Regions from separate parts of the Gossypium raimondii genome. Here region 2 is linked to region 1. Evidence: chromatin contacts called from public Hi-C data. All regions are on one chromosome and are shown on one strand. The core of a region is the stretch at or near the end of the contact, and the rest is flanking DNA. Distances in the headings are between cores, read along the strand shown. Region 1 holds the start of LOC105794493 (squamosa promoter-binding-like protein 2). Region 2 holds the start of LOC105794508 (meiosis-specific protein ASY1).

Region 1 (5,092 bases), core at 822-3,321:
AGCAGTTGAATTGAATTGGCTAAAATTTGGAAGTGTTTGGTACTTTCACAGGTAGCTCCAGCGGAACTAGAGGCCATCCTCCTTACTCATTCCTCAGTCGAAGATGCAGCAGTGGTGCCGTAAGTATTAGCAACTATGTTTGCCACTGTATCCTATACAATATAATGATGCTCTAAATACATAAAAGGGTTAAATATTATCCAAATTCTTTTATTTAGATCTGTCCAAGTTATTTTTATTTTTTTTAAATGTGTTACTTTTTTATATTTAATATTTTCTAATTTTATATATAATTTTGTTTTATGAAACTTTCAAACATAAATAAATTAATATATTTTAATAATTACACTATGTATAATGGCTATATATATAATTTTATATGATTTAAATTATAATATATTATAACATTGAGAAATAGATTAAACTCAGAGCTTGATACATATTTTAAACGGATATTTTTATTTTCGAACTTATATATTTTTGTCCAATCTCTTTCAAATATGAGACAAATTTTTATTATTTTGTAGAATATATTTAAGTATTGAATAGATAAAGTCATACTTGTATTAAACATGTACCTATTTGTTACACTCAAACTCAATGAAGAGTGGAATTGAAATACAGGCTGCCTGACGAAGAAGCAGGGGAAATTCCGGCGGCATGCGTTGTGATGAACCCAAATGCCAAAGAAAACGAAAGGGACATAATGGAGTACGTAGCCTCCAATGTTGCACACTACAAGAAAGTGAGGGTTCTGCAATTTGTGGACACCATTCCCAAATCCCCATCTGGCAAAATCATGCGAAGGCTTTTGAAAGATAAGATGATGGAAAATATGCCCAAACCCCCTTCCTATTCCTAATTCCAACATTTCCTTCAATAAAATCCCTTTCTTTTCATTTACTCAAAGTAATCCATCTCATTGTTATGATCTTATGTTTAAAATGAAAAATGAAAATGCTTGCAGTCTCCTTATATATAATAATATTAATAATAGCAATATGTTACTATCTCTGTTTCTGCTACTTGATTTGGTAGTTAAGAGGGGACAAAGTGTCAATGTGAATAATTGTATATTAGGGTTTAGAAATAAAAATGTCAAAATATGTTACAAATAATTGTTAAAGGGATCCTAAAAGATTAGAATGAAAAAAGGGGGGTTTAAAGGATAGGTTGACAGTTGACACCCATATTTGATTGTACGTACGGTGGAAGCTCTGGGTTGACAAATTTGCTCAGAGTTAATGACATTATATTTTAATACTGAGTTTAAAGGTTTATTTTAATGGTGAAAGTGAGAAAGATCCACCATCTAAACACAAATTGTGGTCCCTTGGATAGGTGAATTATTTTAATGTTTTGATGCTAGTATGATTATCATAATCCAAAAAATTGGACTTCCTTAATTATAATATGACAGAACATAGAATAATCATCAAAAACCTGAGAGTTAGTTGATATATTTTAAAACCAAAAATAGAAAAAGGTTTCATTAACTTATAATAATTAATGTCAAGTAGATTTTGCAGCACAAACTCTTAATTCAGGAATTGTAGGGATGATTTATTCTTTTTAATATTTTGAATTCTGCCCCGCCTTTCCAATAATCTGCATTGTTTTATTTTTAATCAAATTCTTTAAATTCTTATTTTCTAATTTTTGTATTTTTTAAAATTTGGAATTTTATTATAAGATCAACATTAAATTTATTTATTAATACGTTGCTTTTTTATAGGTAAAATTTTAATTAACAATTAAGGGATTAAAAATACAACATCGGATAATATAATTAATAGACCTAATATTAGTTGGGCTGGCTACCTGTAACTGACGAGAAAAAGGCAACCCTTTCATTACCGTCCAAAAAACTACTACTCCATAGTCCATACTCCATAACCTGCAAAAGTTGCAATGCAATCAGCTTTTGTACTGGCACGTGTCATTATTTTAAATAAATTCTACCTAATTTAATTTCTGCATTTAAAAAAAAAGTTACTGCAGCAGTAATAATACAACAAACAAATAAATAAATAATAATAATAAAAGGAAATAATTTCTTCCAAAAAAGCTAGGCTTTAATTATTTTTTGCGCCACTCTCACCACCTCTTTCGTTGCTTGTCCTTCCATTTTCAGTCTGTGAAAGAGACCCTGACTCGGTCTCAGACTCGGACTCGGCTGTGGGCTGTGCTTTGCTGTACCTTATCTCCTTTCTTTTTCAAGATCTTTAATCCTTCTGCTCTTTCTTTTTCTATTCTTTCTGCCCACCATTGAAGTACGCATCGGTAAGTAACTCAATCTCACCAGAAAGCATTTGCCTTGCCTTTTCTTTCTTTCTTTCTTCTTCTTTTATATATGTTTTCACTTTGTTTTTACTAAACGCCGTTAATAAATAGGAAAGATAAAACAGAGTTTTCATTTTGGATTAACAAAGAAAGCAATAATGAGGTACTGGAGTTTCTAAAAATGGGGAAACATCTCTTGTTTTTGCGGCTCAGATTGAAACATCATTTTCTTCCTATCTTCTACCTTTATTATGTGAACTTGTTTTAACTTTAGAAAGAAAAAAAAAAGAAGGTAAAGTGCGTTTTTTTTTTTTTGTTATGGTTCCTTTTCTTTTCTTGTTTTCTGGGGAAAATAAATGGAAACGACTGCGTTTATGTTTGTTAAAAGGGTTCCTTTTTATTATTTTTTACCTTGTATTTCTGGCTGAAAGCTGAGAAGAATTTATCAAAACATTAAAAGGAAAAACGATATGACGAATGATATCTAAGAAGGGGACCAAATACTTTCTATTTTTTTAGTAAAAATGAATATTTTAGTTTATATGTTTGTTCTATTTCTGTTTCAATGCAAAACTTCATATATATTGTATGGAGAAAAAAATTGTGAGTAGAATTTCTTTTTTGTTTATTTTTTTGGTTGACATGTATGGTATTTGTTGATTGATTTTAATGGTTCTCGTGGGGGTTCAAGTAAAAATGGTTGTCGGGATAGCTTTTTATACATCAGTATGGTAGATATTTTTCGGTACAAGAATTTATGGTAGATTAGGGTTTCATTGAATTTTGTTTTGTACAGTAGTTGTGGGTCTGAGTCAGGGACCTACTTTGCAAGATTTCCCAGATAATTGAATTGGAATTATTGAAAGTGTTAGAGTGTTTTTTAGACTAGGTTACTTGATTAAAACGTGAATCCTTTTATTTGTTTAATTTTTGGGTTCCTCTACTTGGACTTTGTTACTGCTTCTTAGAATTATTGAAGATAGTGGGGCGAGCAGAGAGAGAGAGAGGGAGCTGCTTTGTTAAAGAGGCTAGACCGGGTAGTTATTGTTGGATGGGTTAATAGATAAGCTAAATTTTTCTAGAGTTTTGGTGGTGGAATTTACTGCTGATGTTGAAGGTTTATGGAACACTACTATGTTTTTACTTGGGGTTGAAGATCAGCTTACATTCGTACAAGACTCGTATAGAGAGACAGTTTGGAACTATGGTGTCAGTTTGTTTGCGTTAGCAATAATGAATGGATGAGAAAAAAGCTCTACTACTATTCTAGTTCGAATCTGCAAGGTCCAATATAACATACTTTTTGTCGTTGCTTAAGCTCTCTTTTCTGTTGGATATTGATATCTGCATAAAAAAACGCTCGGCTTGAGAAGTGATTGCTTTGTTTAGTCAAACCTCTCTACTACCCTGGTTGCGATTGTTTTGCTAAGTGGATTTGAAGTGGCATCAACAAACCCTTTTTAGTTTAAACTTGGGGAAGGAGTGGACTAAATATTGTTTCGTTGAAGTGGATAGAAAATTTTCTAACTTGTACCACTCTAGATCTGAGAAACAGAGAGGGTTGGACTTTGATGCTGTTAGATTTAGAGGTAAGTTTTGAACTTGATATGCAGGGATTAATTTTTGTTTATCAGTTGTTTTGCGTGCTATGTGTCTATAAGGATTCTTTGAATGGTCTGCTTCATATATAAGGTTACTGAATTTAGGATGATTGAAATTCTTTTCGTTTATTTCCTTAATGAATTGAGCAAACCTCTAGGTTATATTTTAGGATCTGTTGACAAGTGGCTTGGCTTTTATATGAAGAAGATTGTTTGAACTGTTCTGTGAGTTCTATCTCTCTCATGGACTGGAATGCCAAAACCCCGTTGCAATGGGAGTGGGAGAACCTAATGATGTTAAATGCGACACCAACTGAAATTCCAAGGAAGCTAAGATCGGCAGAGTGGGATATTGAGGGCGAGGAAGAGCTGGACTCTGGGTCTCTCTATTCTTCTGGTGCTGCTGCTGGAGGTAGTGGTGGTTCTGGATCAGATTTGGGCCTTATTTCTTTGTCTAAAAGTTCGAAATCGGCATCCATTAATTCTTCATCTGCGGGAGAGGTAAAAGTGACCACATTTACTTTGGAGGCTTTTGAAGCTATACCACATGAAATTAGCAACAAGAAAAAGGTTTCCAAGGTTGAGCACACCGGTAGTTCCCCAATATTTGAGGCTTCAGTTGGCTCTGGTGAGCCATTGCTCAGTTTAAAGCTTGGCAAGCAAACATACTTTGAAGATGTTTGCACAGGAAGCAATTCAAAGACTTCATCTTATTCTGCCACTCCTGGACCATCCCCTTCCCCGGCAAAGAGATCCAAACCCAATTGTCAGACAAAACATATTCTGCGTTGCCAAGTCGAAGGCTGTAACCTTGATCTTTCTTCGGCTAAGGATTACCATCGGAAACACAGAGTTTGTGAAAGTCACTCAAAGAGCCCTAAGGTTATTGTAGGTGGTCTGGAGCTCCGGTTCTGCCAGCAGTGTAGCAGGTAAAATATTGTTTTAATTATCTTAGTATTGAAGACTTGAATTTCTTAGTTGATGGTAGTGATTTGATTCTTTACTACTGAACTTGTGATTCTATCTCATTATGAATGTTGAAATCATAATTTTCATTCATGATGTCAAAGGTTCCATGCTCTGTCAGAGTTTGATGAAAAGAAGCGAAGCTGCCGCCGGCGTCTTTCTGACCACAATGCAAGGCGCCGCAAACCACAGACAGATGCAATCCACTTCAGTGCTGCAAGGCCTTCACAAGCAGCATATGG
Region 2 (5,089 bases), core at 609-3,108, 310 kb after region 1:
ATCTTATCGAGAGTTCTCATCAATTGAACCAGAGTACGGACCATTTTACAAGCAGAACTCCTGAAATTTTACGTTGTTATGGAAGTTTTAACTTAAAATTGCATCTCTGAACAACAATGGGTAGAAAATTCAAGATTATACTGGGTAGAATGAATCGAATTTTTATCACCTCATTTGATTGGGACTAACTTCAGTGGTGGAGTTGCAGATGAATGCTCTGCCATGCTTTTTGCTTCCAGTGCGATTAATATTCATCGAAACCTCTTGGGTATCAGAATTGGAATAGCTAAAAGAGACTGCATTGAGAAGGGATACTCAATCTGTTAAATCAAGAATCGAACCACTAAAACTTTGAATACGGTTAGAAAAACGGTGACTCGGAAATTTTACAGGAGTATTCCTCAATCATTGCTCCATCTATTGATTCGCATATGCAGAACAATAATGTTTTCAGGTACTTTTTCTGCAATGCATCATATACACCTGGGAAGAAGAGATAAATGATCGAATAATTAAATTCAAGGATGCGAAAACGATGAAAACAGGAAAAAGAAGTGAAGAATCAAAGGAAAACAACTTGCCTTTCTCCATCCAATCAATCAGTCTACGAGACTCTGCATCCAACGGCATTAGCTTCTTGATCTTCATCTCTAATGATAATTGTTACGATTTTGAAGAAATTAGCCATAGAGATTTTGGAAATTTTAAAATGAAATTTGTGAAAGTCTTAGATGAAGAAGCTTACCTAAAGCAGGGACGGATTTATCGTTGAAATAATTTTCTGGGAAAAGGCCTCTGATATAGCTAATATTGAAAATAGCAATACGAAGCAAGTTCCTCGTCTGTCAGGAGAAAAATCAATACACAAAGATGAGATCAAGTTAAATATATTTATAATCAAAGCTGCAATTCCAAAAGCTTCTAGGTCTAACTATGATAATAGAAAAAAGAAACTCGAATCCATTGTGCAGCAAAATTCACGAGAGAAACAGAAAGACAGAGCAAATTTTCTCGCGAAGTTGCGATGAAATATAAGGAATCAGTACTGAAAAAAAAAAAAAAAATTAACGGCGGGCATTACCAGCTATGAGCAAAATTTTCATCGAAGCGACAAAGCAAAATTAAAATGTTCAGATCTGCAGACTATTGGTACATACAAAGCCTTTAATATCCGAGTTTCCTAGAGACGTTAAATTTCAGCAAAAAACGAGAACAGAGATTTTGGTTTCTGCCTTCGTTGCATTCATCAGATTGAGTTTTATCGATGCACTCAAATTTTTGAAGATAAAAGAAGGAACTATATTACGATCAAACAGGAAAAAAACAGAGCAAAAAATTATGTAGCAACTAAGTATAGAACAGCAAACAAGCAAACTCAACGCTGTGTTGAGACATCAAATCAATGCCAGAGGGGAATAAAAGAAACGAGCTAGAACTGGATAGTTGAAATGTTTTACCAGAAGGAGGGAATCTTGCTCAGTGATCTCCGCTTCTTTAACCTTCTGCGCAACAACCTGAAAAGATAAAGCGGTACAAGTTATAACGAGATTGGAGTAGAGAAAATACGAAGAAAACGTGAAATCGTGATTATGGATAGGAAATGCTTTGATTTTAAAGCTCACCATTGTTGTAGAATTTTGATTAAGAGAGCTGAGAACTGAAATGGCAGAAAGCGAGGAGAAAGAGAAATTTTCAGAGAAAACTAGTGTTTGGCTTGGAAATTTGAATCAAATTAGAGAGAGAGAGAAACTAAGTAATGGAGGGAGAGAAATGAGCTTGGAGAGTTAGGGAGCCGCTATTTATAGAAGGTCGGTACATGGAATTTAAATTTTAAGCACGGCTAAATTAAAAATGCAGATGGTGTGTTTGAACTGTGAAGTGTAGTGATGAGGGATGAAATTGTTATTTTAAATGAACATTAAGGGCGTTTTGGTCGTGGAATGCTGACGTGGCAGCTTCAGCTTGGCCAATACATCATGAACTAAGCACTGGCTGCCGGGACTTGGAGTCCGTTGAAGCACCGTACCCACTTTTCCAATGAGAGACAGTTACATGAAAACTAGACGTCCGCTGAGCACCGTCGCGAGCTTGCTCATGAACCTCCGTTTTCCTTTTTCAAATAAAATGAAGGCTTAATCCATTGTTTATCCTTTTTTTTAACAAGTGAGTAAATTCTAATTTTATTTTCTCTATTTTTTTATTATAAGAATAATTAAGTTTCAATTTAATTATTATATTTAGCTCAAATTTGAGATTTAATTTATTTATTTTATTTTGATATAATTTGGTATATTAACTTTTACAATGTCATTAGTTAATCAATATTTTATTCTAATTAGAATAATGATGTGAATTTTTATAATTGTTAGTATTGTTAAATTTTTTATTAAATTCGTCAATTACAATATTTTGTTTTACATAGATATTAAGTGGTTTTTTGTTAAGATTATGCATAAATGTTATAAAATAATATATAAAAATAATGCATATGATAATATACAAAAGTAATGCAAGAATGTACACATGGTTATAAGGATATACACATGGTTATGCATAAATGTATAAATAAAATAATATTAACCTCAACACATACATAAAAAAATATATAAATTTATCATGCTTATTATCGTAAAGAAAGAATTTACCACCATAAATTATTGTCGATATATATCATGCATTACATAAATAAGAGTTATATATAGTACATAAATTCAATACATCAACATCACGTTTGGTTGGAGTGAATGGAATAAGACTGTAATGGAATAGAAATGTACTGGAATAAAGTTGTAGTAGAATAGAGTTGTAATCAGTAATTCAATTGTTTAGTTCAATGGAATTGAATAGAATGTAATAGTATTTTTATATTTGGTTGGATGAAATAGATGTTGTAATAGCATAAGAAAAAATATTTAAATGACTAGAATATCCTTAGTAGACTTTTTTTAGGTAGATGATTATTGTTATTGTTATTAAATTTTAATAAGATTATTAGTAAATATAATTTAATAAATATAGAAAGTAAATAATTAAATCATATTTCAATATAATTATTATTAAATATAATTTAATAAAATAATATATAATTTAATAATATTCTTAATATAATTATTATTAAAATATGAATTAATAAATATCATAATAAATAATTTAATCATATTTTAACATAATTATTAATACAATTTAATAAAATAATATATAATTTAATAACATTCTTAATATAATTATTATTTTAGGTACTTGATTAATTTTTCAAATTTGGGTTATTCTATTTCTTGTCGTTGTTCACTTTTCTATTGAATCAAATGCAAGGATGATCTCGGAAAAGGTCACAAAGAAAAGAAAAAGTGTAAAAAGGATAAATTTACACAATATTCCATTACTTTTTATATTCAAATTTGGCAAGGGTCACTATGGGGATGGTGAGAAGAGATATATTTTACATCCTAGAGGGGCTATAATTGGAGATACCATTATTTCTGGTACAGAAGTTCCTATGAAAATGGGACCTTTGAGTGCGGTTTGAACTATTGATTTATGTAATTAGAAGGAACCAATTAGGTCTATGACGAAACCTAAAAATCGATCACTGATCTAATTTGAGTACCTCTACAGGATAAACCTCAACAAAAAACTGAAGAGTAATGGCAGCAAGTGACTGAGTTCAGTAGTTTCTCATATAAAATTATTGACTCTAGAGATATAGTAATATGGAGAAGAAAAAATTGTTTCCAGCACCGGCAGAACCAGAAGTGCCCCTTGTTTCAAAGAGAGGAGGACGGGTTATTCACATTTCATTTGATGGTCAGAGGTGAATTGAAAGCTAAGTAGTGGTAATTCTAAAGTTTCTTCTGGGGAAAAATATAGATGTCTCCTAGTTACCCATAATATGTGGAAGTATCGACGTAATTTCATAGAGTCATTCAAATTTGAATGTCGCATGAAGAACATAAGCCGATGATCTAAACAGAAGACCTAGGATGCAGAAGATCATAACATGAGTGGTTCGACAGATTTGGATTCCTATATATCTACTCATGTGGTACTTCATTGTACAATATATATAAGAATTATATGATAAGAATTATATGAATCCATCTGTATAGATATCATCATCTACATCCGTAAAGTCGTATGCTTTGGAAGAAGCTTGTACAGTTTGGGAAGGGGTTTTGATTGATCGATCAAAAAGAAAAATCTACTTCAACCGATATACCCTTAGGCACGGCCATACATAACATAGAAATCACACTTGGAAGGGGTGAACAATTAGCTAGAGTAGTGGGTGCTGTTACGAAACTGATTGCAAAGAAGGGGAAATCGGCAAAATTAAAATTACCTTCTGGGGAGGTCCGTTTGATATCCAAAAATTACTTAGCAACAGTTGAACAGGTGGGGAATGTTGGGGTGAACCAGAAAAGTTTGGGTAGAGCCGGATCTAAATGTTGGCTAGGTAAGTGTCCTGTAGTAAGAGGAGTAGTTATGAACCCTGTAGACCATCCCCATGGGGGGTGAAGGGAGGGATCCAATTGGTAGAAAAAAACCCGCAACCCCTTGGGGTTATCCTGCACTTGGAAGAAAAAGTAGAGAAAGGAATAAATATAGTGATAATTTGATTCTTCGTCGATGGAGTAAATGGGAGAGATTATTTCTTTCTTCGTCTTTACAAAAACAAAATATATATATATATTTAAAGTAAAAAAATGGCGTGTTCACTAAAAAATCCTTTCGTAGCAAATCATTTATTAAAAAAATCGAAAAGCTTAATACAAAAGCGGAAAAAGAAATAATAATAACTTGGTCCAGAGCATCTACCATTATACCCACAATGATCGGCCATACTATCGCTATCCATAATGGAAAAGAACATTTGCCCATTTATATAACAGATCGTATGGTAAGACATAAATTGGAAGAATTTGCACCTACTATAAATTTACGCGGACACGCAAAAAATGATAATAAATCTCATCATTAATATTATTATAATAAATTATAATAAAAAATAGAGATTAATTAATGAATTCATTAGTGAGAGCTAAACTTTATGATAAAGATAAAGAAACACAGGAGGAACCCATATACAACT

The links. Hi-C and Micro-C count contacts between places; a contact is called where the count stands out from the background.
Region 2: a contact with region 1 is called in a Hi-C map of leaf, with 4 times the contacts expected there. The contact joins the promoter of LOC105794508 here to the promoter of LOC105794493 in region 1. A contact is called at or near these places in 2 of 2 Hi-C or Micro-C datasets (both in leaf).

Annotation. Positions count from the first base shown.
Region 1 is chr3:47,906,756-47,911,847 of ASM2569854v1, forward strand. LOC105794493 (squamosa promoter-binding-like protein 2) reads left to right here and starts at 2,072. Exons shown (of 5, transcript XM_012623680.2): 1 at 2,072-2,283; 2 at 4,043-4,813; 3 at 4,955-5,091. The coding sequence starts at 4,128. It overlaps LOC105794492 (4-coumarate--CoA ligase-like 1), which reads left to right. Exons shown (of 6, transcript XM_012623678.2): 5 at 52-119; 6 at 625-966. The coding sequence ends at 862.
Region 2 is chr3:48,219,593-48,224,681 of ASM2569854v1, forward strand. LOC105794508 (meiosis-specific protein ASY1) reads right to left here and starts at 1,859. Exons shown (of 22, transcript XM_052628440.1): 1 at 1,623-1,859; 2 at 1,458-1,514; 3 at 746-842; 4 at 582-650; 5 at 391-483; 6 at 170-296; 7 at 1-60. The coding sequence starts at 1,625.